7 separate regions of the Mus musculus genome follow, and all the other regions are linked to region 1. Evidence: chromatin contacts called from public HiChIP or PLAC-seq and promoter capture Hi-C data. All regions are on one chromosome and are shown on one strand. Each heading gives the region's core, a stretch centred on a gene start, on an enhancer-like site or on the middle of the called end of the contact. The rest is flanking DNA. Distances are from core to core; before and after follow the strand shown. Region 1 holds the start of Fh1 (fumarate hydratase 1). Region 2 holds the start of Ifi209 (interferon activated gene 209). Region 3 holds the start of Zbtb18 (zinc finger and BTB domain containing 18). Region 4 holds the start of Akt3 (thymoma viral proto-oncogene 3). Region 5 holds the start of Sdccag8 (serologically defined colon cancer antigen 8). Region 6 holds the start of Fmn2 (formin 2). Region 7 overlaps Fmn2 (formin 2).

The links. Promoter capture Hi-C pulls out the DNA fragments that hold promoters and counts their contacts. HiChIP or PLAC-seq counts read pairs in DNA pulled down with a chosen protein or histone mark.
Region 2: a promoter capture Hi-C map of pre-B cells shows a contact between it and region 1, with 4 times the contacts expected there. The contact joins the promoter of Ifi209 here to the promoter of Fh1 in region 1. A contact is called at or near these places in 1 of 39 promoter capture datasets (pre-B cells) and 1 of 484 Hi-C or Micro-C datasets (B cells).
Region 3: a promoter capture Hi-C map of the HPC-7 cell line shows a contact between it and region 1. The contact joins the promoter of Zbtb18 here to the promoter of Fh1 in region 1. A contact is called at or near these places in 4 of 39 promoter capture datasets (the HPC-7 cell line, HPC-7-derived erythroid cells, erythroid cells and 2 more), 1 of 484 Hi-C or Micro-C datasets (CD4 T cells), 1 of 115 datasets of contacts at active chromatin or transcription factors (astrocytes) and 1 of 9 other capture datasets (liver).
Region 4: a promoter capture Hi-C map of pre-B cells shows a contact between it and region 1, with 7 times the contacts expected there. The contact joins the promoter of Akt3 here to the promoter of Fh1 in region 1. A contact is called at or near these places in 7 of 39 promoter capture datasets (the 3T3-L1 cell line, the HPC-7 cell line, hematopoietic stem and progenitor cells and 2 more) and 1 of 115 datasets of contacts at active chromatin or transcription factors (astrocytes).
Region 5: a contact with region 1 is called in a promoter capture Hi-C map of liver, with 2.1 times the contacts expected there. The contact joins the promoter of Sdccag8 here to the promoter of Fh1 in region 1. A contact is called at or near these places in 7 of 39 promoter capture datasets (the 3T3-L1 cell line, the C10 cell line, the HPC-7 cell line and 3 more), 5 of 484 Hi-C or Micro-C datasets (B cells, CD4 T cells, embryonic stem cells and 1 more), 3 of 115 datasets of contacts at active chromatin or transcription factors (acute myeloid leukemia, astrocytes and stem cell-derived neural progenitor cells) and 2 of 9 other capture datasets (adipose tissue and liver).
Region 6: a contact with region 1 is called in a promoter capture Hi-C map of pre-B cells, with 5 times the contacts expected there. The contact joins the promoter of Fmn2 here to the promoter of Fh1 in region 1. A contact is called at or near these places in 6 of 39 promoter capture datasets (cranial neural crest, embryonic stem cells, frontonasal cranial neural crest and 3 more) and 4 of 115 datasets of contacts at active chromatin or transcription factors (astrocytes, embryonic forebrain, embryonic hindbrain and 1 more).
Region 7: an H3K4me3 HiChIP or PLAC-seq map of stem cell-derived neural progenitor cells shows a contact between it and region 1, with 6 times the contacts expected there. The contact joins the enhancer-like site here to the promoter of Fh1 in region 1. A contact is called at or near these places in 11 of 39 promoter capture datasets (the 3T3-L1 cell line, 3T3-L1-derived adipocytes, cranial neural crest and 8 more), 1 of 15 datasets of contacts at CTCF or cohesin (large pre-B cells), 4 of 484 Hi-C or Micro-C datasets (B cells, embryonic fibroblasts and stem cell-derived motor neurons) and 4 of 115 datasets of contacts at active chromatin or transcription factors (astrocytes, embryonic stem cells, extraembryonic endoderm stem cells and 1 more).

Annotation. Positions count from the first base shown.
Region 1 is chr1:175,623,861-175,627,905 of GRCm38.p6, forward strand. Fh1 (fumarate hydratase 1) reads right to left here and starts at 1,775. Exons shown (of 10, transcript NM_010209.2): 1 at 1,591-1,775. The coding sequence starts at 1,713.
Region 2 is chr1:173,629,030-173,633,074 of GRCm38.p6, forward strand. Ifi209 (interferon activated gene 209) reads left to right here and starts at 1,830. Exons shown (of 7, transcript NM_175026.3): 1 at 1,830-2,126.
Region 3 is chr1:177,440,560-177,444,604 of GRCm38.p6, forward strand. It overlaps Zbtb18 (zinc finger and BTB domain containing 18), which reads left to right and starts at 1,792. Exons shown (of 2, transcript NM_001355099.1): 1 at 1,792-2,036.
Region 4 is chr1:177,247,032-177,251,076 of GRCm38.p6, forward strand. Akt3 (thymoma viral proto-oncogene 3) reads right to left here and starts at 1,736. Exons shown (of 13, transcript NM_011785.4): 1 at 1,645-1,736. The coding sequence starts at 1,690.
Region 5 is chr1:176,812,368-176,816,412 of GRCm38.p6, forward strand. It overlaps Sdccag8 (serologically defined colon cancer antigen 8), which reads left to right and starts at 2,293. Exons shown (of 18, transcript NM_029756.3): 1 at 2,293-2,688. The coding sequence starts at 2,622. It also overlaps a transcript of Cep170 not described here.
Region 6 is chr1:174,500,158-174,504,202 of GRCm38.p6, forward strand. It overlaps Fmn2 (formin 2), which reads left to right and starts at 1,668. Exons shown (of 18, transcript NM_019445.2): 1 at 1,668-3,434. The coding sequence starts at 1,889.
Region 7 is chr1:174,598,797-174,602,841 of GRCm38.p6, forward strand. The region is part of intron 4 of Fmn2 (formin 2); the gene reads left to right. Among named protein-coding and RNA genes, the nearest start is that of Fmn2, 99 kb to the left of the region's middle. Within about 2 kb of position 2,020, at least 9 of the 459 cell types and tissues checked have an H3K27ac peak or open chromatin away from gene starts, as enhancers often do.

The sequences.
Region 1 (4,045 bases), core at 525-3,024:
ACTCTTAAGTGTCCTTTTAAATAACAGGGCTTCCAGGGTCATGTGAATTTCTCAATACTAGAGAACAACTTTTAACAAAATCAGCAGGCTTGCTGGAAATTACAAGGGGGCTAAAGGGCAAGAAATGTCCTTGGAACCATGGAAAAAGAAAAGTATACTGATCCTATTTTCTGACACTATAACCCTAAGCAAGAAACTGCTATTTTCATATTTGCCATGATAGATTCATTCCATTTTCCTGTTCCCCTAAACAAGCTTTAAAACAAAAAGAAACCCAGTCTTTTTAAAAGAGATTTTAGAATGCATTAAAATCACCAGAGCAAAGTTCCAGGAACTTTAAGCAACCTGGACTTCATAGCTTCTTTCCAAGATTTATGTTAGTGTGTGTCTGTGTGTGCATGGGTGCATATGTGTGTGTGTGTATGTATGTTTGCACACACGCATATGTCGAGGTTATTAAGAGTGTGTTACAGGTCCCCTAAAGCTGATGTTACAGGTGGGTGTGAACCACCTGATGGATTCTTCACTGGTGTCATCTCCCAAGCCCCAAGACGGTACAGAGTTGTCATTCAAGCGTCTAGAAGTTGAGAGAACGTCTTGGCCCTTTTAAGGACACTAAAGGAGGTCTAATTAAGAAGCACAGTGTTTTCCCCAAGTTCTATCTTGCTGAGCCTCTGTAATTATCTCAGCTTTACATGTAGAAACTGGACAAAGCCTGAACGCAGCAGTAGGACTTGAAATCACACCCCACACTACAGAAGACATGCTACACTTCGGAGTGGTCTTCCTAACTATTCATTTCTCAAACTTTTCCTAACAGTACATACACACTCGCATTTTTCGTTTTCTAAAGAACTCTAAACAGTACAGGGGCTTAACGAAGCATGCCATACCTTGGACCTGGCCCCTTAAGTTCCTTTAGCTGTCTTTCTGAATACAAAATCTTGGTTAGGGCAATTGTTCGGTCCTATCCAATCTGCTCAGGCATGCTTCCGAGTACTTATGTTCCTAGGTCCACATTTATGGATTTCGGAGTTTTACACCCAGTTGTGAGAGAGAACACATGTAACCTCACAAGCTAAATAGTCAAGTTAGTAAGAAGCAAAGCCTTTCCGTTCAGAAGACACACTGGCTTCATCCACTTCGAGGGCCTGAAAGCAGGAAAGAGCACCCTGGTGGACCAAGAAGCCAGACCCTAGCCTAGGGGAGCATCCTGTCTGTGTCCAGCCAGCAGGGCTTGCGATCTGGACAAGGAAGGGGCTTCCCCTTTCCTCGGGCTACTCCTGCACCCCGGCATCCCCCACCCTCTGCCTCCGTGCACGCTCTTTCCCAGAGAAGGTGTCCTGGACCGAAGGCCTCTGCAAGCTCAGGCATTGGGCAGGTCTGCCCTGACACTCAGGCTCCCCAGCAGGAAGGAGCGCGTCCCTCAGCGCTGCCCGCAGCCCCAACACACTCGGCTGGAGGCCGCGTCCGGGGCGGATGGTGAGCGTGCTGGCCGGCGCCGAGCCCAGGCGCGGCCCGCGGGGACACCCGGGACACTCTGACGTGAAGGTCACCCCGGGGAGGCCGGGTCCCGAGATGCCCGCTCACCATTCGCGCGACGTTCGGAGCACACCGCGGGAGGGTGGTCGCTTCCCCAGACACTGCAGCACCGGCGGACGGAACCCGCAGGAGGCGACGCGAGCGCGCGAGGAGACGGAGTGCGCGGTACATGGTGCTGCTGTACGGGGGTGGAAAGCTGAGCCTGAGCCACGCCCCCTAATACGTCAGATTCCGGCCACGCTCGTAACCAATCAAACGCCTCTTCCTGAGCATGTAGGACGGGACTAACCATGACTGGCCAATAATAACTAATGGGGCGGGTTGCCTTCCCTGGGCCTGTAGTATGGCTGTTTGAAGTCCTCGGGTTCACGGGAAACTAGTGCGGAAGGAATCATGGGAAAAGACAAGAGGCGGGAGGTCAGATCTTCCGACAATACTTCAAATGTGGCTGCTAGGAGGCAGGAAACTGGCTGAAGATGCCTGTAGTACTAGGTCCGTGAGACAGCCTAGAAAGAACATGTTATCAAGTTAATATTTATCCTGCAACCACCCATGACGTGCAGCTGTATGAATCCGTGTCTCAAATACTTATCTTCCTAGAAAGTGCCTCAAATTTTAAACAAGGAAGTAGTAATCAATTATCCCACAATGCTCCTAGTTGTCATTTTGGAGTCAATTTTCCTGTCATTTTTTTAAAAGATTTATTTTATGTCTATGAGTACATTGTAGCAGACTTCAGACTCACCAGAAGAGGGCATCAGATCCCTCTTATTGTGATGGTTGTGAGCCACCCTGTGGTTGCTGAGAATTGAACTCAGGACACCTGGGAGAGCAGTCACTGCTCTTTACCACTGGGTCATCTCTCCAGCCTTTTCCTCTGTCTTTTAACATGTCCTCTGATAACATTTATAATGTGTCCACATTCCTTGGGATTTTTCATCTCTGATTTTCTTTGTGGTTACAGGCTAGGGAAAACATTGCTTAAATGATGCCAATGGAAAAAGAGTAACTGATAAAAAAAATTGTGTCTCTTCTTTTAATTTTCTAATGCAGAATCAGAAGACAGTTAAAGAGGAAGTTCTTCAGGAAATGAGAGGCTTCAATTTATAGCCTCAGCACTCTAGATGCCACGGTAGGGAGGAGTTGAATTCAAGAATAACCTTGGCTTCATAGTGAGCCTGACACAAATGCACTGTTGACCTGCAATCTTCACACTTGAGAAGTGCAGGTAGGAAGAATAGTAGTTCAAGGCCATCCTTGGCTACACAGGGAGTCTGAAGCCAGTGTGGGATACAGGCCACCCTGTCTCAAAATAACACAAATGAAATAAAATAAGTAAGAATAAGACTAATAGCTGAGCTAAATCAATTAAACCAGTACCGGTGGGTTTTCAGACCTCAGTATCTAGTTCTTCCCTCTCTCAACTAATGGCTGAGAAATTTTTAGAGTAGTTGGTGAAAGGTAGAACCAAATTTTCTTTAAAAGTTAGGTTAAGGGGAAAAAGACAAAGCAGTAAGATAAAGTACAATCATATAAAGCAGTGTATCTTCTGCCCGAAATGTTACACTTTTGCCATTAAAGAGCAGCCACAAGAGTGTGGTGAGTATGTGTGTATGTGAGTGTGTGTGGGTGTGTGTGAGTGTGTGTGTGAATATGTGTGTGTGTGTGAGTGTGCGTGTGAGTGTTTGTGTGCATGTGTGAGTGTGTGTGTGTGAGTGTGTGTGAGTGAGTGTGTGTGCGTGTGTGAGTGCGTGTGTGTGAGTGTGTGAGTGTTTGAGTGTATGTGAGTGTGTGTGTGCGTGTGTGAGTGCGTGTGTGAGTGTGTGTGTGAGTGTTTGAGTGTGTGTGTGAGTGTGTGTGTGAGTGTGTGTGAGTGTTTGAGTGTGAGTGTGTGTGAGTGTGTGTGTGTGTGTGTGTGTGTGTGTGTGTGTGTGAGTGTGTGTGTAGGGGGATCTCCTGGGTTCCAGCTGAATGAAAAAAACAACTGAAATGAAAGGAGGAGGACATGACTACTCCTAAAGTAAGGAGAGGATTTTTATGGTAGATACAAGGGAGAAAGCAGAGAGAGGAAAGAGGCCAAGCTGAACAAGGCAGGCAGAGGAAACCAGGCCATGGGAGGAAAGGGGGCAGGGGATGGGATGGGGGCAAGAAAGGAGCTACTGACAAAGACAAGACAGGTAATCAAGCCAATAAATAGGCTAAGAGAATGATGTAGCCAAAATGGCTGACTTACATAGGGAAAAGAGCTGTGCAGGTGGAAGCCCAGCTCTCAGAAGTTTAGAGGAGGGAAAGGGTTGAAAAGTGCTGGGAGGAGCCCCAGATATTGCTTTGATATGTTAATGACAGCTCAGCCATTTCTCTGAGTTTCTGAGACCTAAGGCCTGTCTTCTGCTTAGTTTATAAGTAATCATGAGTCCTTTGTTTCCATTCTCTACTCTCCTACCACAAAGCAACACAAACACTTACCATTTGCTTTGTCTGTACTCTTAACGAAATAGAAGAT
Region 2 (4,045 bases), core at 580-3,079, 2.0 Mb before region 1:
TGCACAGACATACATGTGGGCAAAAACATTCATACACCTAAAATAATAAAAATTAAATCTAAAAAAAGTGAAAGTGGAAAATAATAAGGAAAAAAGTAATTTTATATAAAATAGTGAAAAGTAAAAATTAATTTAAAGAAAAGTTCATTAAAACATTAAATAAGTTAATACTCGTGTTTAATTATTATTTGATTCCATTATTAGTATTCATCCTGTGCGATAATATCTAATTATAAGTAAAACTGTATCTCAGAGATAATGAGCAAGTCCCTTTCATAAAGTCAATTGGCAATAAAGAAAACATGATGAAATTAGGCATAGTGTACATACATGTGATCCCTACACTCAGGAGGCCAGAGCAGGAAGAGCTACATTTTGAGACTGGCCTGGGCTCCATAGTCAGACCCTGCATCGACTACCAAATGACAACAACAACAGGGATAAGAAGTCAAAGTGTAATATCACCACTTTGCCACATCACAAATTAAACCATAATTTCTTTCTCTGATGCTGTAATTTGGAATGATCCATACAAATACTGTCCACAGTGCTTGTCCCAGATTGGTACCTTTGGCTACCTTGTGGCTATGTTGGGCTTCTGCAGCAGGGATAGGCAAATCCACTGAGACATAAGCAGGAGCTGAGCGGAAACAGTAGGATCAACTTCCCCTGGGCTTTCTTTACTAAATCAGTTCAAAAGATGAAGAAAGGAAAAGGAAAAACTACATTGGCCAAACAAAAGAAAGATAAAGATGGTATTTTCCAACCTCCATTCACCATGAATAAAGGGCTGCAACCAGAATCAATGGTGGAGACACAGCACAAGTCCAGTGGCTTAGCTCTCCCAAGAAAAGCTTCTCTCTGGCTTTCCTTCCCCTTCTCTCCTTTTTGGGAATAATTAGTATTTTATGTAGTCTAAGAAACTAGTGAAAATGGCATCTAGTCAGCAAATCCACAGTTTCTAGTCATCTATATTGTTTCAGAAATACTTCAAGGTAATCCAATTCCCAATGATGGAAACATGAAATGATGGCACATTTTTAAAAGTTCTTAATTAAGGCAATCACCAGTTAAAGAATACTACTTTCCAAAGCTGGGTAAAAGATTTAAATCTAAACTGATCCTGGTCTACAGAGAGAGTTCCTGGCCAGCCAAGACTACACAGTAAAACTGTCTTTGAAAGTAAATAAATTAATAATAATAATAGTAGTAGTAGTAGTAGTAGTAGTAGTAGTAGTAGTAACAGAAAAGAGGAAAGCTAAAGCCAAAATCCTTTCTGCTTACGTGAGATTGGAGTCATATGTTTCTAACAGCATGGTACTCTGGAAAGTCCAGGGAACTAACAAAGGAGTGAAGTGTTTAAACCAAAAGCAATTTCATCTCAGATTTTTTCTTTCCTTTTCTTTTCTTTGCTTTTTTTCTTTCTTTCTTTTTTTTTTTCTTTTTGAAATTCATTCAAGAGCAGCTAGCAATTGCCAATTTCTCCTGCTGCCATTTGCATCCTGAGCAGGAAAGAAAGAGACCTGGTGACTTAGCTTTGCCTTTTGGGAGTTCATCTTTATTCAAAAGAGAGCACATTCCTGGTGACTCACTTGTGAGTTTGTTGGATGCAGTGCTTTTATATTTGGTTCTTGTACCTGTAAGATTTGTAAGAAAAGCAAAACATATCAATGGAGTGTAACTGTCTCTGACTTTCTTATGGTGACTAAAAGGTATACAGGAAGAAAACTGTTGAGTTTCAATCTCTGAGTAAATCGAAAGAGATGCACTCTGCCGGGAGGGGAACTTCCTGTTTCTTAGCTCTTCTGCCAACAAAACAACACCCAGCTGAGACATTCAGCAAGCCTCAGTCCATGGAGTGAGTCTAACCTGAGAATTTCTGTAGATTACATTTTCCAGTTCCCAAGAGATTTATTGGTTTATCTTCTTACACACATACACATACACACACACACACACACACACACACACACACACACACACACACACACCAACTCCTCCCTGTCCCCAACAAACTTTAAGAAGAAGAAGGACAAAAGAGAAGAGGAGGAAGAGGAGTGGAGAAGCCTCTAGTCCTGCCCTGTAGAAGATCTCAGCTTTACATCCCTAGAGAAACATCCAGCAAGGTGAGTTCTACCTGTTTTCTGTAGATATGGTAGATATTGGCTACATCTGTAAAAACAACAAGGACAGTGAAAAGACCTTTGCTGGTTCTTGTGGAGGAGGCAGTGCTGATCTGGTGCCTGCTGCACTCAGCAGTGAGCCCACAGCAGCCGGATTAGGGTCAGTCACTCAAAAAGATAGCAGACATCTTTAGTCCTCCACCACAGAGGAATGAGCTAAGAATAAAACATTTTGCATATTTTAGATAGTTTAATGAACTTTTTAAGCATAAATCTGAATAAGTGGATAATGTGAAGGCTATAATTAGCTCGGATAGGGAGTTCATGGTTATCTGGGATATGTGGGTGAGTGGGAAAAAGCCAAGATAGTGGCATGAAAAATTATTGTGAATGAAAAGTGCCTCTGGACATGAAATGAATTTTCTAATATCCTATCACTATGTGTAGTAGGAAGTTTCTCAGGTTCATAATATATAAACACAAAATGGTTTAACCATTTCCCAAGCCCATTCTGTGTTGTTCTTTCTTCACACCTCTCTAAAGATGGTATTTCCATTGTTAATTTCTACCATCAGGAAAGTTATTTTATTTTCCTTTTGGTTCTCTAATGGTGAAGTGTAATAGAGTGATGGAAGGTCAATTAGAACACATGTATCTTGCACATTTATAGAACAGTTTAAAGAATATATGTACCACAGCAGAGGACTTGGATAGAAGCTCTTAATTGATTTCAAAGTTCTGTGAACATTAGACCAGGCTCACTAAGTTTATTAATTATTGTAGCTAAACTTTCTAAATCACTGCAAAAGATTTTACTTATTTTTAACAATCAAGGGATGTACTTCTTTTTTATTTATTTTTATTTTTATTTTATTTTATTATATTTCAAATGTTATCCACCTTCCCAGTTTCCCCTCTTCAAACCTACTATCTCATCCCCTCTTCCTCTGCCTCTATGAGGGTACTCCCTCACACACCCAACCACTCCTGCCTGCCTGCCCTGCCATTCCCCAACACTGGGGCATTGGGCCTTCACAGGACCAAGAACCACCCCTCCCACTGATACCAAATAAGGCCATCCTCTGCTACATTTGCAGCTGGAGCCATGGTTCCCTTCATGTATACTCTTTGGTTGGTGGTTTAGTCCCTGAGAGCTCTGGGGGTTCTGTTTGGTTGATATTGTTGTTCTTCCCATGGGATGGCAAACCCCTTTAGCTCCTTCAGTCCTTCCCTAACTCCTCCATTGGGGTCCCATTGTTCAGTCTGGTGGTTGGCTGTGAGCATCTGCAATCTGTATTAGTCAGGCAGAGCCTCCATAGAGATGTACTTCTAAATGTACCATGATATTCTGATCTTTCTATTATTATTATAAGCAAGCCAGCTCATTCAGTCAACAATGTCTCAAGGGAGGGAGGATTAAAAAGAAAAAGACAATTAGACATTATAACATGACTCCAGACAGCGCTGACACTAAAGCAGGTTTATTTTTTCCCAGTCAGCTTTTATACCTTCTAGGTCCTTGCAGAGAACAGGGTCAATTTTTAAATCAAAGTAATCAAGAAAGGCTATGAACAAAGAGATCACACCAGGTAGGAATCAGCCAAAGCAATAAACAAAGTATCCTGAGTCATCATTTCTAGGGATTACCAAGACAAAAGCAAAGTCACACCTTCCTTGACTGTATTTGCCTCAATCCTAGCATCAGCCCAAATGCAATGCTGTTACTGATCCTACTGAGCCCAGTGACAAGTACTGGCCAAATTTCTATAAACAGCACCAAAAGCTCTCCACCTTATTAGATAAATCAACTATTTGTAGGAATGTTATCATTTTGTAGTATTTTAAATCAACTTAAATATAATATAGATGAAATGACTTTTTTTTAGTTACAATATGAAATGGTTTGGTTTAAAAATTCCCCT
Region 3 (4,045 bases), core at 542-3,041, 1.8 Mb after region 1:
GCTCAAGCCTTTAATCCCAGCCCTTGGGAGGCAGAGGCTGGCAGATCTGTGTGAGTTCAAGGCCAGCTTAGTCTACATGTGAGTTCCAGAACAGTAAGGACCATCTAATGCAGAGACCCTGTCTCAAACAGCCAAATCAAACTACAACAAACACCACCTGTAAACTCCCAAAATGTCTAAACAAATTGAGAGTGGGTCTTTCTTCTGGGAAGCACGGGGGGGGGGGGGGTAAGAAATTCGGGTTGAATCTGAGGATGCCCCTGAGGCCCGCCCTCCCCCCCCCGCCCTCCCCCCCCCCCCCCGCCCCCATCCATCATGAGGATTTAAGAGATTTGAGGAAAGAGTAGAAACCATTACTGTTTCCAACAGAATATCAAAGTTTTGGGAACTTGGCGTAGTATGTGTGTTCATTAGCAATTCAATATGTCTGATTTGCCCACACAATTACTTTCAACTTCTTTACTAGTTTGTCCTGGAAGAAAGAGAAAGCAGATTTTGCTCAGCTGCAAGGTTTCCTGGTGAGTTGGTTAGCAACCAGGCTTGCCAGTCAGCGTTCACATAGCAAACAGTAAACACATTTCATTTAGACAATTACTAGTGTGTTGACTTCCTCGCTATGCACTTTTCTTATTGTCTTGAATCATTCTCTCCCCTGCTTGTTACTCAACTTTTTACTTGTGTGTTATTCTTGCCTTCCATTATCTTGAGGGCAGAAATTTTCTACATTTCCTCTTTGCTGGTTAGGCACAAAGAACAGGTAAGGAAGAAGTTTATCTGAAGGGAGAGAGGTGCAACACAAAATAAGGTCTCTCCCTTCCTTACAAAGCCGTGGCTCCTTACGCACCAATTAAGGAACAGACTAAAGCGTCTACAAGTATCAATCTCACTGGAAAGGTCTAAGACTGGTCTCGGGGCAGTGTCTTTGCTTGTCACGGAGAGTACAGACGGGACGCGGGGATCGTGAAAAGAAACGCAGCTGCAACTTGAACAGAGGACGCCGGGGAAAGGCGCCTCTCACAGCCGCTAGGAGCTTGTAGCTCGCATGCACCTGGCGACCGACTCGGCAGGCCGGAGGCGGCGCGTCCCTGAGGAGAACGGGGCCTGGGCGAGCACCGCAGGAGGGCCAGACCCAGCGGCCCCAGGCTGGCCCTGGCCAGCTGCGGCCCCGCGCGCTCGGCCTCCCCGGGACACCTGCCCCGAGAAAAAGTATACTTATGGCCGTCGCGGTGCACGCGGACTCGCTCGCTCCACACCCCCAGAGCGCGCTTGTCTCCAGCCGGGAAGCAGGCCCCTCCCCGCGCAGCTGTCGCCGCCGCCTGCGGGCTCCTTTCACTTTCTCACGGCCAAGTCACCCAGAGGGGAGCCACTGCCGCCGCTACTGCCGCCGCCGCCGCCGCCGCGGTCCGCGAGCTCCGCCCCTCCCCGAGAAGACCACGCCCACCCAACAGTCGCCGTCTGCGATTGGCGCGCGCAAGCGGCAGCTCCTGACCGCCACTCCTATTGGTCGAGCTGCCCCGTCAGTCCCGCCGCTTCTCCGCCCTCCCGGAACACCGCGCTTCTACTGGGCGCCACCGAGGCCGGGGGCGGGCCAGAGACCGGGGCCCGCCGCTTTCGCTCAATCGCTGAGCGGCCGGCAAGGGGCGGCCCGGTCGGGCGGGGCCACATCTGGGCCGCGCCGCCGCGTGCGTGCGTGTGCGTCGTCCGCCCCCCGCCCGCGCCCCGCCCGCCCCGCCCCCCGGCCCGGCGCCGCGCTCGCCCGCCCGCCCGCCCGCTCCCGCCCGTGCGTCTGGCAGGCTGCGGCCGCCGCTGGGCTGCTGCCATGGGGAGCCGTTGAAAGAGTGGGGCCCTGTGGCTCGGCCGCGCGCCTCAGGCTGCCAGCGCGGGCGGGGGGCGGCGGGGGCGCGCGGGGCCCGGGCCGGGGCCGGCGGGCGGGCGGGGGCCGGCGGAGGACGCCCACAAGTCCAGCGGCGGCGGCGGCGGCAGAGGAGGAGGAGGAGGAGGACGCGGCGGGGACGCGGCGACTCGGGCCGCTCCGTGTGAGTCCCCGCGCCCGCCCTGCCCCGCTGCCGACCGTGGGCTCCCGCCGGGCGGAGTTAGTTAGTGTGGCGGAGGGCAGGCGGTGCGGGCTCGCCTCGCCTCGCCTGGCCGCGCTCCCCGGCCGGTGCAGCTGCGGCGCGGGGCGGACTCGGTGCAGCTGCGGCGGCGCCTCCCGGTGCGGAGGGCGGGCGGGCGGGCGGGGGAGGGGGCCGGGCCGCCGCAGCTGCAGCGCCCGGGACGGCCGCGGCTCCGGGGCCGGTGCAGCTGCAGGGCCGGGGGAGGGGGAGGGCGCGGCGCCCGGGTTGCGGTTGCCGGGAGGCCCCGGGGGCTGGCGCGCGGCGGCGGCGACGGGGGAGCGGTCGCCGCGCCGCTTCTTGCGACTTTTCTTTTGTTGTTGCCGCGACCGGGGTCTGTTTTCTCGGCCGTTGTGGAAGGTGCTTTCCTGCTGCACCGGCTCTCTGCCCTGCACCTTCTTCCCCGTGGTTTCACCCTTCCTCTTTCCCTGAAGTGCTTTATGCACCGCGAACTGCGGGAAGATTTGCATCTCCTCTCCCACCCCTGAACCTCACACACACACCCGGGGCACCCTGCCCCCACCTCTGAAAAACAAACCCCCTAACCTCACAGAACCTCCGAGGGTCCGCGGTAGCGGTGGACGGGTCGATCCGTGGAGTGGATGTCTTCGGGCCATTGCGGTGCTTGGGACTCATTAAACTGTCACTCACCCCCACCACCACCCCACTGGGTAAACTGGGTGATTAATGTCGGATATAGTGGAATGGGGCGAGGGCATCTGTGGAAAAGAGGGTGTGTGTGTGGCAGGGAAGTAATGTGTCTATCTGCACAGAGTGCCTCCCGAACGAGTTCAGAATTGTGTCATTCACCGCGAAGTTAGAGAAAGTTAGGTTTGTGACTCGTGAGCGAGAGCAGAACACAGTTGGGGTTTTGTTCTCTAGCTCCCTGCCTCTGTTTTCTAAGCGAGCCTAAGTGGTTGTCGCCTGGGTTGGGACGCTTGTGCCTCAGGCCCCAACTTCTTTTTTCTACTCTCCAACCTCCCAAGGGTCGGTGGAGATGTGTCTGATATTCATAGATGTCGCAGCACCTTGCAGGGCACCCAGCGACCCAGCCCCGGTTACATTAACATTACATCAGCCATTAGAAAAGATCCACAAACTGTAGCCAAAAAAAGTTCCCAAAGTCTACACTTGGCCTCCCAACCCTCCTGGTGATCACAACCCCTTTCCCCAAAGTTATAGAGACCAAGGGCAAGACAAAAGTGACTTTTCTGAGCAGGAAGACAAGCTGTGTGGTCAAACAACCATTCTAAGTGACTGTAGCAGGTTTTGTCAGTTTATTAATTTGCCTCATTGAACTAAAATACTTTCCAGTATTTCAGAAGTGCAGTTTGAGTTTGTTGATGCTGAAAGTGGAAATTTGCACTAACGGTGGCAGTGTGAACTATTTTCCTGAGAGGTAGATCCAGATAAATTGCTTAGGTAAGAGTAAAACAATAAGGTGAACCACGCTGAAGTAATAGTTCTTAATAAGTCTGCCAACATTTCGGAGATGTCTGCCATTATCTCCGCAGGGGAAGGGGGAAAAACATGCTGTAATAATGTTGAAATGGGACTAGAGATGTCAAATGGGTTGGTTTAAAAATATCCCTAAGCTGCCTTTGAAACTAGACGTTGGAGTTGAATAAAAGTGAATGTGGGTTTCCTGAATAGCACCGAGCTCGAGTGTGCTGTCATATGTAAGCCAGTCCACCAACTTGAGGCAGAAGTGTTGCGATTCCATAAATACAGTAGGACTCCATATGCTGAGCTTTTCAATTTCTTCTGTTAGAAAGTTTGGGGGGAAAAAGGAAGACTTTGAAGTATTTTGTTTATACTAACAGAAGAGAAAAGTTCTCCTAAGAAAAAGCTGGTGGCAGGAGTGTAGAGGAGTAGCATATGGCATTAAAGGAGCACAGCTGGAGGTAGCATTTCCATCTGAACATGATGTCAGA
Region 4 (4,045 bases), core at 486-2,985, 1.6 Mb after region 1:
AAGAATATAAACTAGTTAAGAAAGAAAACAAAAAACACAACACTAAAATCTGAAAATACTTTCCAAATACATGAGAGAATAAAGCAAAGGACAAATATAATGACACAAATGGTCAGTCACTTTGGAAAATAAATTGGCAGTTTTATAAATTTAAACAGGCACTTACCATATAACCTGCAATCTTATCCTAGGTTATTACCAATACAAATGGAAACATCATGTACTCAATGTTCATAAAAACTTTATTCACAATATCCAGAGACAAACCAAATTTCTACCAAGTATTAAAAAGACAAAGCCAGGAGTGGTAAAACATGCCTATAACCCCAGTTCTCAAGAGACCTAGACAGGAGAATCATCAAGTTGAATAACTACCTGAGCTACATAGTAAGTCTAACTGCAACTTGGGTATAAAGTGAGATTCTGTTTCAAAAAGAAAATTAGTTAAAAATAAACAAATAAATGAAGAATAGTATTTCCTGAAGTAGTTCTTCTTTTCACATAAACGACATGGATAAAGCAGTGAAGTGTGAGTAGGAAAGAAACTAGACACAAAAGACCATGGGTTTTATGAGTCCACTGAACTGAAATCTTTGAAAATCATAATTATAGTAAGAGACAACACATCAGGTGATTGCCAAAGTTGAAAGAGAAGCAGTGAACTAAAAGCAACATGGAAAGAACTTTTTAGAGTGATAGAAATGTTCTATTTTAGGCCTGTAGTGTTTGTTACATCACCACAAATGTACACCATAAAAAGGCACAACCCATTAAAAGGGTTTTTTGGAATATTTATTGTATGTAAATTATAACTTGATAAGGCCTATTTTAAAATTCCATTTAAAAACTGACAACAGCTCTTTAGCCTAAGCATTAACCAAAGATTTTCAAAGAAATGAAAGTCAGTGGTTAGAGGTAACTTTCAACTCTCAAATAGGGCCAAAAGGATTCCTCAGTCTACTGAATCTGGCCATGTACGTAGACAGGTATAATTGCTGAGCAACTAGCCTAAAGTCCAGATCTCTAATAAACATATAGATTAAGTAAGGAGGTGATCACTCACATTATAAACTAAATTTTATAGCAGTTATTTAATAATAAAAATAATGCCTTTATCAAAAAAGAGTGGACAGGAAATATACAGTAAAAGTAGATCATGTAAACAAAAAATATAAAATTAAACAAAAAAAATCACTGTCCACATTTGAATTTTTATATAAGAGCTTTAATTTACCTAATTTATGGGTCTGTTTAGTCTAACAGTTTAAATGTAAGCCCTCGCCTTACTATATTAATTCTTTATGCTACCATACAAATTTACACAGAGCCATATTTTTATCTAAATATCAATATATCATTTATAGACACAAGAGTTCATTTCTATGTTAAATTCTGTAAAGTCTGTTGAATCTGAAGACATTATAGAAAAATACATTACTAACATGCATGCATGCAAAAATCTAACGTCATAATTATAAACTACAAAAAAAAAAGAATTAGAAGGAAATCCCTAAATAAGCAGACTCCTAACATACATGGTAAAGTTTCTTTCAGCCCTATCAGACAGCACTTCCCACTTGATTCAACAGCGCCAGAGGAAAGACCAACTCTCAGCACCCACTCACAGCTCAGCACTTAACTTACCCCTCTTCTGAACCCAACCTTCTTTCACAATGGTAACATCGCTCATGATGGCTCCCCTCTGAGCCCCCCAACTTGGAGAAATGGTGCTTTGCAGGTCAGTTTTAGGGTTTGGATTCGCTGCTGCTGCTGCTGCTGCTGCTGCTGCTGCTGCTGCTGCTGCTGCTGCTGCTGCTGCCGCCCTTCCCACTCTCTAGTGATGACTCAGCCTGGAAGGAAGTATTGAAGAAAGAATTTCTTTTTTTTTTTTCCATTCTTGAACTCACATAGCAATAACAAACAACTAAGTCTTTGTAAATGTCTTCAATTGGCCTGACCGCACATAAAGTCTAGCTTCTCAAACATGGGGGGATTAATAAATGGTTCTATGAATACACTGCTCTGGTCTTGTGGCAGATGTTAAATGATAGTGAAATATTTAACTTAAGAGACTGAAATTAAATGTCCTAACAAAATAACTGTCAGATCTACAAATATACAGAAAGCACATTTTGTACTGTGTATTTGGGATGAAGGGGAGAAAGAATGAAAGTTGAGTGGCCCACATCCCTTTAATTTCAAAAATCATTATAGTTTTAATTGCTTTATTTTATGTAAAATACAATGTTGCAAGAAACTAACATTCATATAATCTGCCTTGTTCTAAAAATATTTTAGGTAAATTACATTAAGTATACAACATTATTTCCTTGGGTAGATACAAAAAGTAGAACAAAGGAAATATAAAAGTAGAAAAGACATGCCAAAATTGTTCATCTGTCATTCTCTGATAATCTTTACAACTCTGTTAGGACACTCGGCCTTCATTTCACAGAACTGTGAGCCTGGGGCTCAAAGAGAATAACTAATTGCTAGATTTCAAGGTAGTAAGCTGTAGAGCCAAAATCTGAATTTGGAGTACCTCACTCCTAAATTGGCACTCTTCATTTCAAAACTCTACTTGTGAAAGTCAAAAATTTGGAATGAAATGTTTTAGGAAAACTGCTAATTCAAAACCATGATAGGTTTCAGTATTAATGTCTGTAATACAAAAAAGACGAGAGCTGCTGAGAAGAAAACAGTGTTTCCTAAGATATTAACCAGAAGTTTATCCCCTAGGTCTTTACATGATAACTTAGTAAAAGGTTTCTTCAAGGCATCCTTACATAGAGCAATAAGCTTAATGAACTGCACTATTATTGTCCCTACCAATCTAAGAGGGGAAATGTTGCCACAGAACTTTGTGAAAGTGCTTCCACATTTGCAAAAATATGGGCCAGATAACCAGTCTTAAGTGACACACAACATAAACTTTAAGTAAACAGAAAAAAAAAATAGGTACATAGACTAATTGTACTATTCTATGAAGTCGGACCTTCATAAATATGTATAGAATTAAATTCAAGGTTGAATTCCCAGATAGTACTTAACTAGATTACAATTCCTCTTCCAATACAAATTATGTGCAAATTCTACCCGTTCATCAATCAGTGACCAAAAATAGACATCCTCTATACAACCTGACAAAGGCTCCACAGAAGACCACCCTCTCATGGGCTCTGCACATATGTCATGCACAATACATAAAGACAGGGACAGGACTACTCAAAATCATAATTATGGGGATGTGTTGCTGCAGAATAAAGAAGGATACTGTAATCTGGGTCTCTTTCCCAAAATTATGATTGTTCGATAGAGTGTTGAACTAAAAGAAACTAGATAAAGTAAGTCCTTTGTTAAAGTTGTTTGGGAAATGTTTACAATTTTGTCCCCATGAAATATCTCTACTAACATTAAATATTCTAAAATAAGAGATAATTTACCAATAATTCCCACACTGAGTACTGACAGAGGAAGCAGTCATATTATTTAAAGTAATACCCAGTTCACATTAAAAACAATACAAACAGGAAAAAAAATAAAAGCTCTAGAGTATAGCATCAAAATATTTTATTTTGATTGACATCATATCGTGAAAAACCCAACTGACTACATATTATAGAGCTAGAAAAAAAATCGCTAGGAAAAAAGTTTGAAAGAAAGTGCTAACTCCATATAATGCATAAGGAATTGTAAGTTAAATACTAGAAAAGACTAGTGCAAATGCTGCCATCATAGCTGCACTGAGTTGTTGTCAGTTCTACTTTCACAAATGAGCTCCATCTCTAGTAAGATCGATCAACTGTTCACACTCATGTTCTCTCTCCCCCTTCTCTCTCTCTTTCTCCCTCCCTCCCTCTCTCTCAAGTATATAAGCTGAAGGAAAGAGAACCTGTATCATTCTTAGGAGTAAAGGTAGAATAAATAGATATAGCCAATCAATACTTCCAATTAAAATAAACTATATTGGAATATCCTTATGAAGAACACTAAGAGAATATAAGTCTTCCTGAAATTGAACCAGATCGATCCAAATCAATGAATC
Region 5 (4,045 bases), core at 1,043-3,542, 1.2 Mb after region 1:
GAAATGCTGATCTTGGTTTTGTTTGGCTCTGCCTTCCATTGCCTCAGAGTTGGCAGACAAGTCATCCAACTTTGCCTACCTTAGGATCTTCTTGGTTTTATGTTAAGCCCACTTAAGACTCCTGTTTTAGGACACCAACGTTTTAGAGTACTTACAGAAGGAAAAACTAAAAGCTGTGCGAGTTTTATTTTTTAAAACAATGGCAAAAATACAGATTGCTTGGTTTGTAACTTGCTATTTCCCAGGGCTGACTTCCTCAGTCCCTGCAGCCTAAATACATCGGGCTTTATCAGTAAAGATTTAGGTTCTGTATTTATAATGTAACTCTCACACTATCCTTCCACTTGCTCCTCCTCATCCTGCTTCATCCTATCGTCGGCTTGTTTTAAGCAAAAAGGTTGGCAAAGCACTGCAAATACCATAAGCTTAAGATTTCAAACGATTTTAAAGGATGCATTTTCAAGTAAATGTATTGTCTGCTTCAATAAATTCCTTCCTCTCCAAGTGGTTGAATTCTCATTAACAGAATAAAAACCAATCAATTTCATAAACTAAAACATAGGTGGCCTATGTTTTTGTTGTTGTTGTTTGCTTTAAGCAGATCCTAATGTATTCCCTTAGGAACATGAACGCATTACCCACCCAGTGGAAAAAATAATTCTGCTGGTTCATTTCCCTGCTAAACAACAGCTTCGCTGTCAGGCCCTACCTAAACCCAGCCCTCATTGTCACCTAGTAATTTTAAATTGATCAGCTTGGCAGACTTGGGACTCTAGCCTGTACAGCCTGTCTTTATACTCTTTGGGGATGGGGGTCAGGACGACAGTTTATACTCAAAATCAGAAAACAGAGATCATATGACTTAGGACACAATTCCTTGTCTTCCCGTACATGTCACGCAGCTGCTCTCTCTCTCTCTCTCCCTTGAATAAAAATGGAAGTGAACTAGACCCAAACCCAACAACTGAATCTTGGGACAATGAAGCCCACAGGAAGCCACTCGCTCCTCCCGTGGGTTTACTACCGAGCTGGAGGCTACGTGGTGTGCTGTCGCCCGGCAGCCTGCGTGACAGCACGTCTTCCACGCCCTCCCAACGCCATCTGAAGGCTAGTCGTCCGTCACCCCCTCCTCACCGCCGCCACCCTCCTCACACCCCGAAACCAACCCTACAAAAGGGATGGGCGCCCTGGAAAACTCCCTTGCCCAGCGGCAGCGCAGCCATTCCTTAGACGCTCCGCCCGCAGCGTTCCCAGGCAGCTCAGGCGGCGGCTACACAAAGCGGGAGTGAACAGAAGAGGACCGGGCGCACTGAAGGGAAGCCGGCCCTGTGCAGCCGGCCGCAGCCCATGGGGGAGGGGAGGGAGGGGACGGGAGGGCGGCGGCCGCGCGGGGCGTCCCGGTGGCGCCCCTCGCCCTCCAGGCCCGCACTCCATCCCGCCGCGGGCCGCGCCCAGGCCCCGGCCCCGGCCGCCGGAGCTATGGATGTGCAGAATCCCGGGCCATGCCGACCCCGAGCGCATCACTTACCCCTCACCGCAGAGAGGGACCGGACCGGGAGGCGGGGCGCGGCGCGTCCCGTCTGTCTCTGCCACGCTGTCCTCCCCCCACCCCCTCGCCGTTGTCGTCGTCGTCGTCGCCGCCGCCGTGGAGCTGGGGGCCCCTCGGTTCCGCTGGGCAATAACGTTATTCCACACACGCCCCACACATAGCGGGAACGGCAGCGAACGGCAGCTCAGTGCGCAGGCGCCTCGCAAAGGGCAGCGAGCCAGGTCCTCTCCCTCCTCCAGCCAGGGCCCAGCGATGCCTCACTGCGCAGGCGCCAGACCCAGACAATGAAAGGGGGCTTTGCAGAGGGTCTCACCCACACGCTCTCGCAGCTGCCCACTGCGCAGGCGTGCCCTCAAGACAGTCTTGAACAATAAAGAGCCGCTTGGCTGGAGTGGGACCGCAACCAACCAGGACTACGATTCCCAGCGGGCAGCGCGCCAACTCCACGCGGAGGGCGGGGCTCTGAGCAGGCTAGGAGTTGCAGTGTCCGTCACTTTCACAGTTTGGCTGTTTGGAAGATTTACACTTCATTTTCTAGAGAAAAACAGTTTTGACAGAACTCCTAACTAAAACCGAGTTTGCAGTGAATGCTTGCGAGGGCTCAGGGATCAACTCCACACCGGCCCGTTTTGAAGAGTCTTAAGTCCTTCACCGGGCCGGTTCTGTCAGCGAGTCTATCCAGCTGGCTGAGGATGGCAGGACAGCGGGACTAATCCAAGCGATGCAAAAGGGAAAGGGCGCGGCGCGCCAACCCGTCTCTTGGCAACAGCCTCAGGCCGCTAAACTGTCGGAGTGGCGCTCCGAGCGCATAGCCCTCTGGGAAGCGTAGTATAGCTGGAAGGCTCATAGGACTCTCGAGGCTGCAGGCTTTAAGCCTGAGAACTACAATTCCCGACGTTCACCATGAGGGCCAGGGGGTAGGAAGAGCCCCTAGGAGCTCGGTCCGGGGTTCCTGGTTCCCTAGTGACAGCAGCGACAGGAAGCAGGCAGGCATCCCCTCATCCCCAGCGCTAGGCCTGTCCTCGGAGGGGTGCACTGGATACTTTCCCGCATAACTCCCATCTCTGACCCCATGGCGAAGTCCCCAGGGAACTCTACCCTGGAGGACAGTCTGGGGCAATACCAACGGAGTCTCCGGGGTGAGTTGCTCCGAATCTCAGTGCCTAGTAGCTCTTAGGTACCACGGGCAATAGTGGGTTGTTTTTTGTTTTTTTGTTTTTGTTTTGTTTTGTTTTTTCCAGAGACTTTCCTTGAGCACTAGCCAGGCTGTGGAGGAAGACGACCGATGTTGCTCTGACCTTATGGATGAAATCTTTTAGTTTTGTTTTTAGGATTAAGCAGCATTATCCTTATCCTTGTGGTTGGTTACCTGACCCAACAAGGAACCTACATCTTGATTTAAGTGTCTTATCAACCAGTGCCAGCACAAACTCATGGGCAGCTCCATGCCACTTTTACCCTGTTGCCATACTGTTGCTGTTTAATTCAATAAATTCCTTATTTATATTTCTTACACATGCAAATTCTGGTGTAGTATAGCAAATCTGACGTATAAGTCCAGAAAGAAAACACTAATAGTTATTTGAAATAATACAATATCTACTGATCTACATTATTTTCATATAGCAAAGTATTTAAAACTTTATCTCACTAATGACTCCATTTTACTGGTCAGGAAACCAAAGCCAAAACTCACACAGCTGGTTGGTAGCGGCAAAGGCATGTACAGAATTCAGGCCTATCCACCTTCAAAGCCTATGCCTTTCTTATTAATCAAGTAATAATTACTATAATCGAAGCCTAGCTTAGTTAATTCAAGTTTTCTGAGCAAAGAACCAGAAGAATAATTATCTGGCAAAGTGCTCTCCATACTCATAGCTAGCTAGCTCTGTTCTTTTGACCACATGTGAAATCTCCGGAAACTTGAGACTTTGTTATAGTGAATTCGTGGTGTCAACTACAACATGATTATTATGGAGAACAAGTTAACCAAAAGAATAATGAACATAAGACTGATTTATTTTCAGAAGTTAAGAAATCTGTAGCAAGAAATGTGTGCTAGGGGCTGGGAATGTGGCTTAGTATTAGAATGCTTGTCTGGTGTGTGGAAAAGAAGGAAGGAGAGATGGGCAAGTTAATGTGGGACTTAGAAAGATTTCACTAAAGACTTTATTCCACGGGTTATGATGTACTTTTTCCTATTCTGCATTTTCATAACCCCATATGCTATGGCCAACAGATAAAATATTTGAATCATTTATAACCTGAATTATTCAGCAAATGATAACTCAATGCCTGATTTGGATTAGCCATATTAGGTGATGAATCGGCCACAAGTCTCTATGGTGTGGAGTCTTTGGATTAATGAGGGAGACAATAAGCAAAGCAATCGCAGATTGCTATAGTTCAAAATAAGGGTGTAACCAATGTTTGGCACACAAATGCTTATTGAACGTTAGCTGCTAGCATTTGCTTCCTTTAAAATTTAAATCCTTT
Region 6 (4,045 bases), core at 418-2,917, 1.1 Mb before region 1:
TTTCTTTTAGCTCTCTGTCCTCCCCTCCCCCTTTGTCTCCTGAACTTCTTGGGTATATCACAGAAGAGAATAGCAAAGAAACAAACAGGTCTGAATCAAAGTTGCTCTGCTAGAGAAAGAGCAAGAACCAAGAATCAAGTATCTCAGTATGCAGCATTCAAGGAGGCCGAGAATTCTAGTGGCCTACAGGCAAAGTGTGCCCTGGGGCAGCCTGCATTCTAGAAGAGAGGAGCCAGTAGTCTTGTGAAAGAGGTGAAATAAAGGCTTTTCAGGCTCTCGGGATCCCTTGGAGACTGAGATATTACGCTGGCACAGTTATTAAAGCTGAGTTCTTCAAACTGTTTACTCAAAAAGGCCACCTAAGGACATCAGTCCACCTGCTCCAGTGAACACTTGTTTTAAAGATCATAGTTTGAGAAAGGATGGTAATTGCTGTCTGGATTTCCAACAAAGAGTAACATTGTTTTACAAATGCTACTTTTATGATTTTTTTTTGCTTTTATTGTTTGCAGCCTTTTAAAATACTAATGAAGCTTTAAGACATTTAACAAAAACTATAGTTTAATGTCATTAAAATAAAGAGGACAATTCACAGTAAGAAAAAGTGATTGTTATCTAGGTCTAAAACTTAGGAAGCCCTGGCCCTGGACAAAGTGTGCTTGGATGGGTTTGCTTGAGAAACTGGTCATCCTTTATAGCACAATGTCTAATTTCCTGTGTTTGTACCAAGGGCATTTTTTTTTCTTTTTCCTTTTATACAGCATCACATTGTGACATGTTTAATATTGATGAGTTTGACCTCCTGGGAGTTATAATTCATGCACCCCTTTTAAATACAAATGTTGTCTAATTTATATGGTAAACACATAGAATTTTGGAGATTAGCATGTTAATCAGCTTTAATCTCAGTATTTTCAGCATCCCCTACCTCTCTTTTCTCTGTCCAGAAAGGTCTCACAAAACCACTTTGGAAATGGCAGTTAACGTCCTGTTCTTGAAGAGGCTTGTGTATCAGGCAGAGAGTCTGGGGAAGGAACCTTTCCCTAAGTAGCATGTTCACAAACCTTAAGAGTGTGCAAAGCCATGGTCAAGTATTTAAGGGACAGGACAGACAGGACAGTCCACCCATTCAACAAGTATTTGAACTGGAGCCATACAGAAGTTCTCTCTCTCTCTCTCTCTCTCTCTCTCTCTCTCTCTCTCTCTCTCTCTCTCTCTCTCTCTCTCTCTCTCTCTGTGTGTGTGTGTGTGTGTGTTCCTGATGTTATGGTACTTCTGACCTGGAATTAGGCTTCGATTTTTCTCCTGTGTTTTTCTCTTTGCAGGTCTGCGAGCTTTGAAGTTTCATCAAACTGTTCCAACATTCCAGTTCTTGAAAAGAGGGCAACATGTTTTATTTTCAAGGTGGAGATGAAGGTCCCAGAGATAACCTGTCAGAAAGATTCTAAATTCGATCTAGTCTGGGATACATAAAGACAGCTCCTGCTGTCCCCACCCCCAATTATGAAGTACTAGAGATAGACGGGTTTTCCTACTTGGTTGCAGGAGGAGCCAAAGGGGGCACTGAAGGGGCGGCGGCGGTGGGCGGGGAGCCAGGCCAAGGCTGAGTCCTGTGCAGCCATTGGTGGGGAGTGCGCGCTGAACTGAGCATGTTCGCGCCCGCCAGCCAGGGCCGCAGCCACAGCCGCAGGGACGGCAGCCGGGAGAGCCACCGCGCATTATGCAAAGCGGCAGCAGATGTGAGCGGGGCCAGCTGGGCGCTCCTCGGCCTCCGCTCCCAACGGCCGGCCCAGCTGCCTGAATTGTCCCGGACACTCCCCTGGCCCTCTCCAGGGCCGAGATGGCCTGAGGACCCCAAGGCGCGGCGGCGCAGCAGTGGGGTTGAAACATGGGGAACCAGGATGGGAAGCTGAAGAGAAGCGCAGGTGATGCCTCCCACGAAGGCGGCGGAGCCGAGGATGCCGCGGGGCCCAGGGATGCGGAAATCACAAAGAAGGCGAGCGGGAGCAAAAAGGCGCTTGGCAAGCACGGCAAGGGGGGAGGGGGCAGCGGGGAGACCAGCAAGAAGAAGAGCAAGTCCGATTCTAGAGCCTCGGTGTTTTCCAACCTGCGGATCAGAAAGAACCTGACCAAGGGGAAAGGTGCCTGCGACTCGCGAGAGGATGTGCTGGACTCACAGGCCCTGCCGATTGGGGAGCTGGACAGCGCTCACTCTATAGTCACCAAGACCCCGGACCTCAGCCTCTCCGCTGAGGAGACAGGCCTATCGGATACCGAGTGTGCTGACCCTTTCGAGGTGATCCATCCCGGTGCTTCTAGGCCTGCTGAGGCTGGGGTAGGGATCCAGGCGACCGCGGAGGATTTGGAAACTGCGGCTGGAGCGCAAGATGGACAAAGGACCAGTTCTGGTTCAGACACGGACATCTACAGCTTCCACTCCGCTACGGAGCAGGAGGATTTGCTCTCAGACATCCAGCAGGCAATTCGTCTGCAACAGCAGCAGCAGCAGAAGCTGCTGCTCCAGGACTCCGAGGAGCCTGCAGCGCCCCCCACTGCCATCTCCCCTCAGCCTGGGGCCTTTCTGGGCCTGGACCAGTTCTTGCTGGGACCTAGAAGCGAGGCTGAAAAGGACACAGTACAGGCACTACCGGTGAGACCTGACTTGCCTGAGACCACCAAGTCTCTGGTGCCTGAGCATCCTCCGTCCTCCGGAAGCCACTTGACCTCCGAGACACCAGGTTATGCGACCGCCCCCTCCGCAGTCACAGACTCTCTCTCATCACCAGCCTTCACCTTTCCGGAGGCTGGGCCAGGGGAGGGAGCCGCCGGAGTTCCCGTGGCTGGAACTGGGGACACAGATGAGGAGTGCGAGGAGGATGCTTTTGAGGATGCCCCCCGCGGCTCTCCAGGGGAGGAATGGGTCCCAGAGGTGGAAGAAGCCTCACAGAGGCTGGAGAAAGAGCCGGAGGAGGGCATGCGAGAATCCATTACCTCCGCAGTCGTTTCTTTGCCTGGAAGCCCTGCGCCCAGCCCACGCTGCTTCAAACCTTACCCACTCATCACCCCCTGCTACATCAAGACCACCACTCGGCAGCTCAGCTCTCCTAATCACTCCCCGTCCCAGTCCCCCAACCAGAGTCCTAGGATCAAAAAGCGGCCGGACCCTTCCGTGAGCCGGAGCTCCAGAACCGCCTTGGCCTCTGCTGCAGCCCCGGCAAAAAAGCACCGGTTGGAGGGTGGCCTCACGGGCGGCCTCAGCCGCTCAGCCGACTGGACCGAGGAGCTGGGCGTCCGTACGCCAGGGGCAGGAGGCTCCGTGCACCTGCTGGGGCGCGGGGCTACTGCGGATGACAGTGGTGGCGGGTCCCCTGTACTGGCCGCCAAGGCACCTGGGGCTCCAGCGACAGCTGATGGCTTTCAGAACGTGTTCACAGGTGAGCGCGCCTGCCACGTATCTCCGGGTGGCAGGTCGCCTGCCAATCAGGTCCTTCCTTTACCACCCCGCCCCCTCCACGTTCTGAAAGGCCCAGGCCTGTTATTTACCGCCAGGGGTGTCTCCTCAGTTTAAAGCCTTCGGTGTGTTTATTCTCTCTCAGGATAGTAAAGAGGGAAAAAAAATGTAGTTGTATGTCCAAAGTCATCTCAAAAGAGGACTGATAGGCTCACTGTCCTAGCCTCCTTCCCTCTATGAATATTAGCCCCTTTTGTGTCTTGCTACCTCTGTCATCCTTCATGTTATTTCTTTTCCTTCTATGCTTTCACCGTTTAAAACTGTACATAGACCTTCCCAAGGATTTGTATTGCTGGCACACAACATTTATTCTAGTACATTCTAAAGGTTAGGTCTGACCACCTCGAAGATAGTTTCTACCATGCAGTGGTCTGGGTACCATACAGGTAATTTGCGAAGTGATTACTCCTTTTTGGCTAATGCTAGCAAGTATAATGTATGCTCATAGAAAATGAATAAATAATAGACCATTAGTAATGTGTTATTTATTTATGATTCTAAGGAGTGAAACGAGGGACTTTTGCTTGCTAGGCT
Region 7 (4,045 bases), core at 770-3,269, 1.0 Mb before region 1:
GAAGAACCTGCTTCCAGTTTAGTGGAGAGACCATCTTTGTTCTACCGTGTCTTACGTTGTTTCCAGAAGCTTTTCAAAACTGAAGGTCATGAAGAGGGTATTTTGTGGAAGCTGGGTACTTACGTAGTTCACAGGAATGGAGGATGCACTAGAAGGTACAAGGGTGTAGCTTTTCCATGTCTCCATGGCCTTGTCAGTTATGAAAGCAGGGAGGGAATGGCAGTACATGGGGAGGAGACTGAAATCGCCAGCGTAGCCTTCTCTTCCTCTCATAAAGTCACTAATACACTGCACTCTGGTGACAACAGCCAGTCTTATTTACCCTCCAAAGCATTACCTCCAAATGCCATTTATTAACTGAGGTATTTTCAAAGTTGCTTTGGGCATAACATTTCCCACACATGACTTGTGTGCGTACATATTGTAACCATGACAGACCTTAAGTGGAACTGCTAGCGGGAGGTTAGCTATTTGATGTGAGTCTAGCACGTGTGACTCTCCTCAGGGAAAGTACTTAAATGACTTAGTTTCCACATCTGTAAAATGGGCTTATAAACCATTCCTACCTGAGGACCTCTGGGGGATTTAAGTATATTATTCGTCTGTGAAAGAAGTTCTGAAGAGCTTAAGGCACATAGTCAACACTCAGATTGTTAGTTGATCTCACAGAAGGGTGATAGTCTCTATGATGTTTTTATTTTTAGTCAATATTGAGGATCGAGCTCAGGCTTTTGTCCATTCTAAGCCAATGCTGTACCATTGAGCTCCTCATTATTCATGGATTCTGTATTTGTGAACTCACCTATTGGCTAAAGTTGATTGTAGCGCTTACATTCTGTGGTGTGTTTATGGTCATTTGCAAACCTGTCCAATGCGGCTAAAAATCTTGCTCTGTGAAGTATGTACTTTTCTAGGTAAATTTGAACAAAGGGAAGTCTTTAAGCAAGTAGCCTTTGTGTGGTTTATTAGACCCACCTTGCATATCCTTTAAAATGACTTTACACTTAGTGTTAAAATGTTGTTGGTGTTCCAAAGTGTCAGAAGGCCTTGGTGGACCTAGTAATTAGACTACATGTTAGTCAAACTTTGTTCTAACAAAAGTTAGAGTATCCTGGGGCCAGTGTAAGTGTTCAGTGTTAGTGAATCAACAACAATCCTTAAATAAGACATTAAAAAGGAAACAGGGTACACACAGATCATGTGACAAGATGTTACCCAAGACTTACAGAAATCTGGAATCCAATCTTGTGTTTTCCTCAGGAGCTGTGTGGTTCAGCATTGAATAATTGAGGATTTTCAGAGAGTTTGCTTATGATGAGTTTGAAGAACACAGGTTAAGTTTATCTTATTTAATCCTCACAGTATCCCCTCTGCAGTAGGCCAGATGGGTAATGTGGTGTTAGTCACAGTTTAAAGGAGGATAGGCTTATGTCAGCTTGTGGTTTCGGGCTTTGGTCCATGGTCTCTTGGCTGTGTTGCTTCTAGGCCCAGGCTTGGTGAAACAGAACACAGAGAGACAGTGTACAGTGGAGCCAAGTGGCTCAACTCTGGGTGGACAGGTGACCAAAGCCTACCAAACCAGTATAAGATTGCTTCCAGAAACATTCAGCGGTGATATTCTCCCTCCAAGAATATTCAGTGTCCTGGTTAGGAGGTCATGCATGGATTAATCCTTTGATGAACTTGGTACCTCCATAATCCAATCCCTCCTCAATAGCCCTATGAATTGGAGACCACACCATCCACAGGTGACTCTTTCAGGAGGAGGGCGATTCATATCTTAACTATGACATGGGCTATGTTCATCACACAGATCATTAAAGACCTTATGAGCCTTGTGAGAAGTTAATGTGTTCTCAGCAAACAGAGGCCAACGTTTTTAATGAGAAAGTCAACTTCCTGGCAAAGGTAGCTGGGCTTGACAGTAAGAGGCACAGTAGAGCCAGTCAGGAGTGCAGTTCTGGGTGGCTGAGAGTCTCAGCTGAGACATTGTATGAGGCAGTAGAAATGATAACCAAGGAGGGGCTGTGGGTGTGGTGACTGTGTCAGGTGCAGATTAGTCTGAGCCACAATGGCATCAACTGGAGACTGATTAGAAATGCAATTGCATTGTTAACCCTAGGGATTCAGACAACAGGCCTGGGTTTAACAAGCCCCTGGTGATTCTTGGGACTATTCATCATGAGAGACATTGGTCAGCCATTAACAGGGGTTCAGAGCTCTTAGGACATGATAGTTGGTTGGAGGATAAGATACAGTTTCGATTTAAGTCAAAAGGCAGAGAGATAAAATAGCAGCAAAGGCCAAGCAGACACAAGGCAGGATTGAAGCAGCCATGAGAAGAAAGACTAGCAATAGCCAGCAGAGAGGAGAGACGGGTGAATGAGAAAGTGATTTCTTGATTGTATATCACCAATTAAGTTACTCAAAGATAAAATCCAGGCCCCAGCTATTACTGAAAAGCAAAACTAAACAATAAAGCAAAAGCAGAGAAGGCATTAGAGAAAAAATGAGAAGGTCGAGTTTGGCATTGTAGGAGCCAAGAGAGGACAGGGTTTTATGAGCGATATGAGTAGGAGTCTTGAGTAATTATCCTAGCCAAGATTAAGGCCACAGTTATTGATAAGAAGAGCAGCAGCAGCCTTGGGAGAACATTTGTGCTTGCATGGCAGGGTCTAGGGAACTCTCCATCACCAACTAGTGGTCTTCATCCATTGTATTTGATTTTCATTAGGATTTGCTGGCATTTGACTGCAGCTGGGTATTAGTATAAGGGACGTCAGTACTCAGGAGGTGGCACCTTCTATCTACAGATCATGAAGGGAGTCATACACATTGTAGTGCTTTTCTTTCTAGTACTGTCTGAGTAATTGGAGTGATGCACTCTCTTAGAGTATGAGCCAGCAGTCTGCCAGAATTGACTCAACATCTGAATGGAAGTTCCAAAAGCGTGTGACTGAGAGCAGCAGATACCCTCCTTTTGTTGATCTGATTCCTTGTTACCTTGGCTCTTTCCCACATATATTATTACTTCTACCAGGGATCCTTATCAATAATGCCTATAGGCTTTGCTTCAGTCTATTGCTCATCTGTTATGCTAAGTAACAAGAAGATGGCCAGTTAGCCAGTTTTTATTTCTTATTTGTCTTCTTCACATGTATGCCACATGTCTCATCTATGTTCCATAGACTTTACCAGATTCATTTTGGGTTAAGTACATTATAATTTTCAACAATTTAGTATTCATTTTATTATAAAGTTTGGAGGTTCTAAGGGTGATATGTCAGTGGAAGAGCACTCCCTCGTAGCTTGAAGACCCAAGTTCTTTACTGCATCCATTAAAAGGTGTGTCTAGCTGACTGTGTGCACCCATAACTCCAGTACTATGTGTAAGGTGGAGAAAGGTGATTTCTGGACTTCATGGCTACCAGGCCAGCTGAAGAAATGGTAATCTCTAGGTCCATTGAGAAACCTGTCTCAATGAACAATGCAGAGAATGATAAAGATGTCCAGTATCCAGCTCCAGATTCCATAGCACTCCCTCCCTTCCTCCCTCCCTTTCTCCCTTCTTTCCTCCCTCTTCCCTTCCCTCTCTGTCTTACCCTCCGCCTCCCTCCATCCCTCCCCATACATTCAGGTTGAACTCTGAGAAGCTCTTGTTTTCTGTAATGAGTTTCACTTTAACAAACCCTTGAAAAATTATTTATAATTTTTCATATATCATATGTCCTAGTATTTTCTTCTTTTCTTGAAATTTGCCCTAAAATTCGAAATTGTTTGTGTTTTACTTTCTTGTAAGTAATCATACTTGTTTAAAGTCTGAATTTACTTCCTATGGGATCCTGACTCGCATATATTAAGTTATTGTAGTATTGTAGATTTGGAATGCCATTGGCTTGATCCAAAACCTTAGGTTGTTTTTTCTTTTTCTTTTTTTTTGTTTTTTGTTTTTTGTTTTTGTCTATAGAATTCAAAACATGAAGGATAGAATTTATATGGTTTGTGTAGAAGTGTGTATCCACATTTATCAATACAGGGACATTAA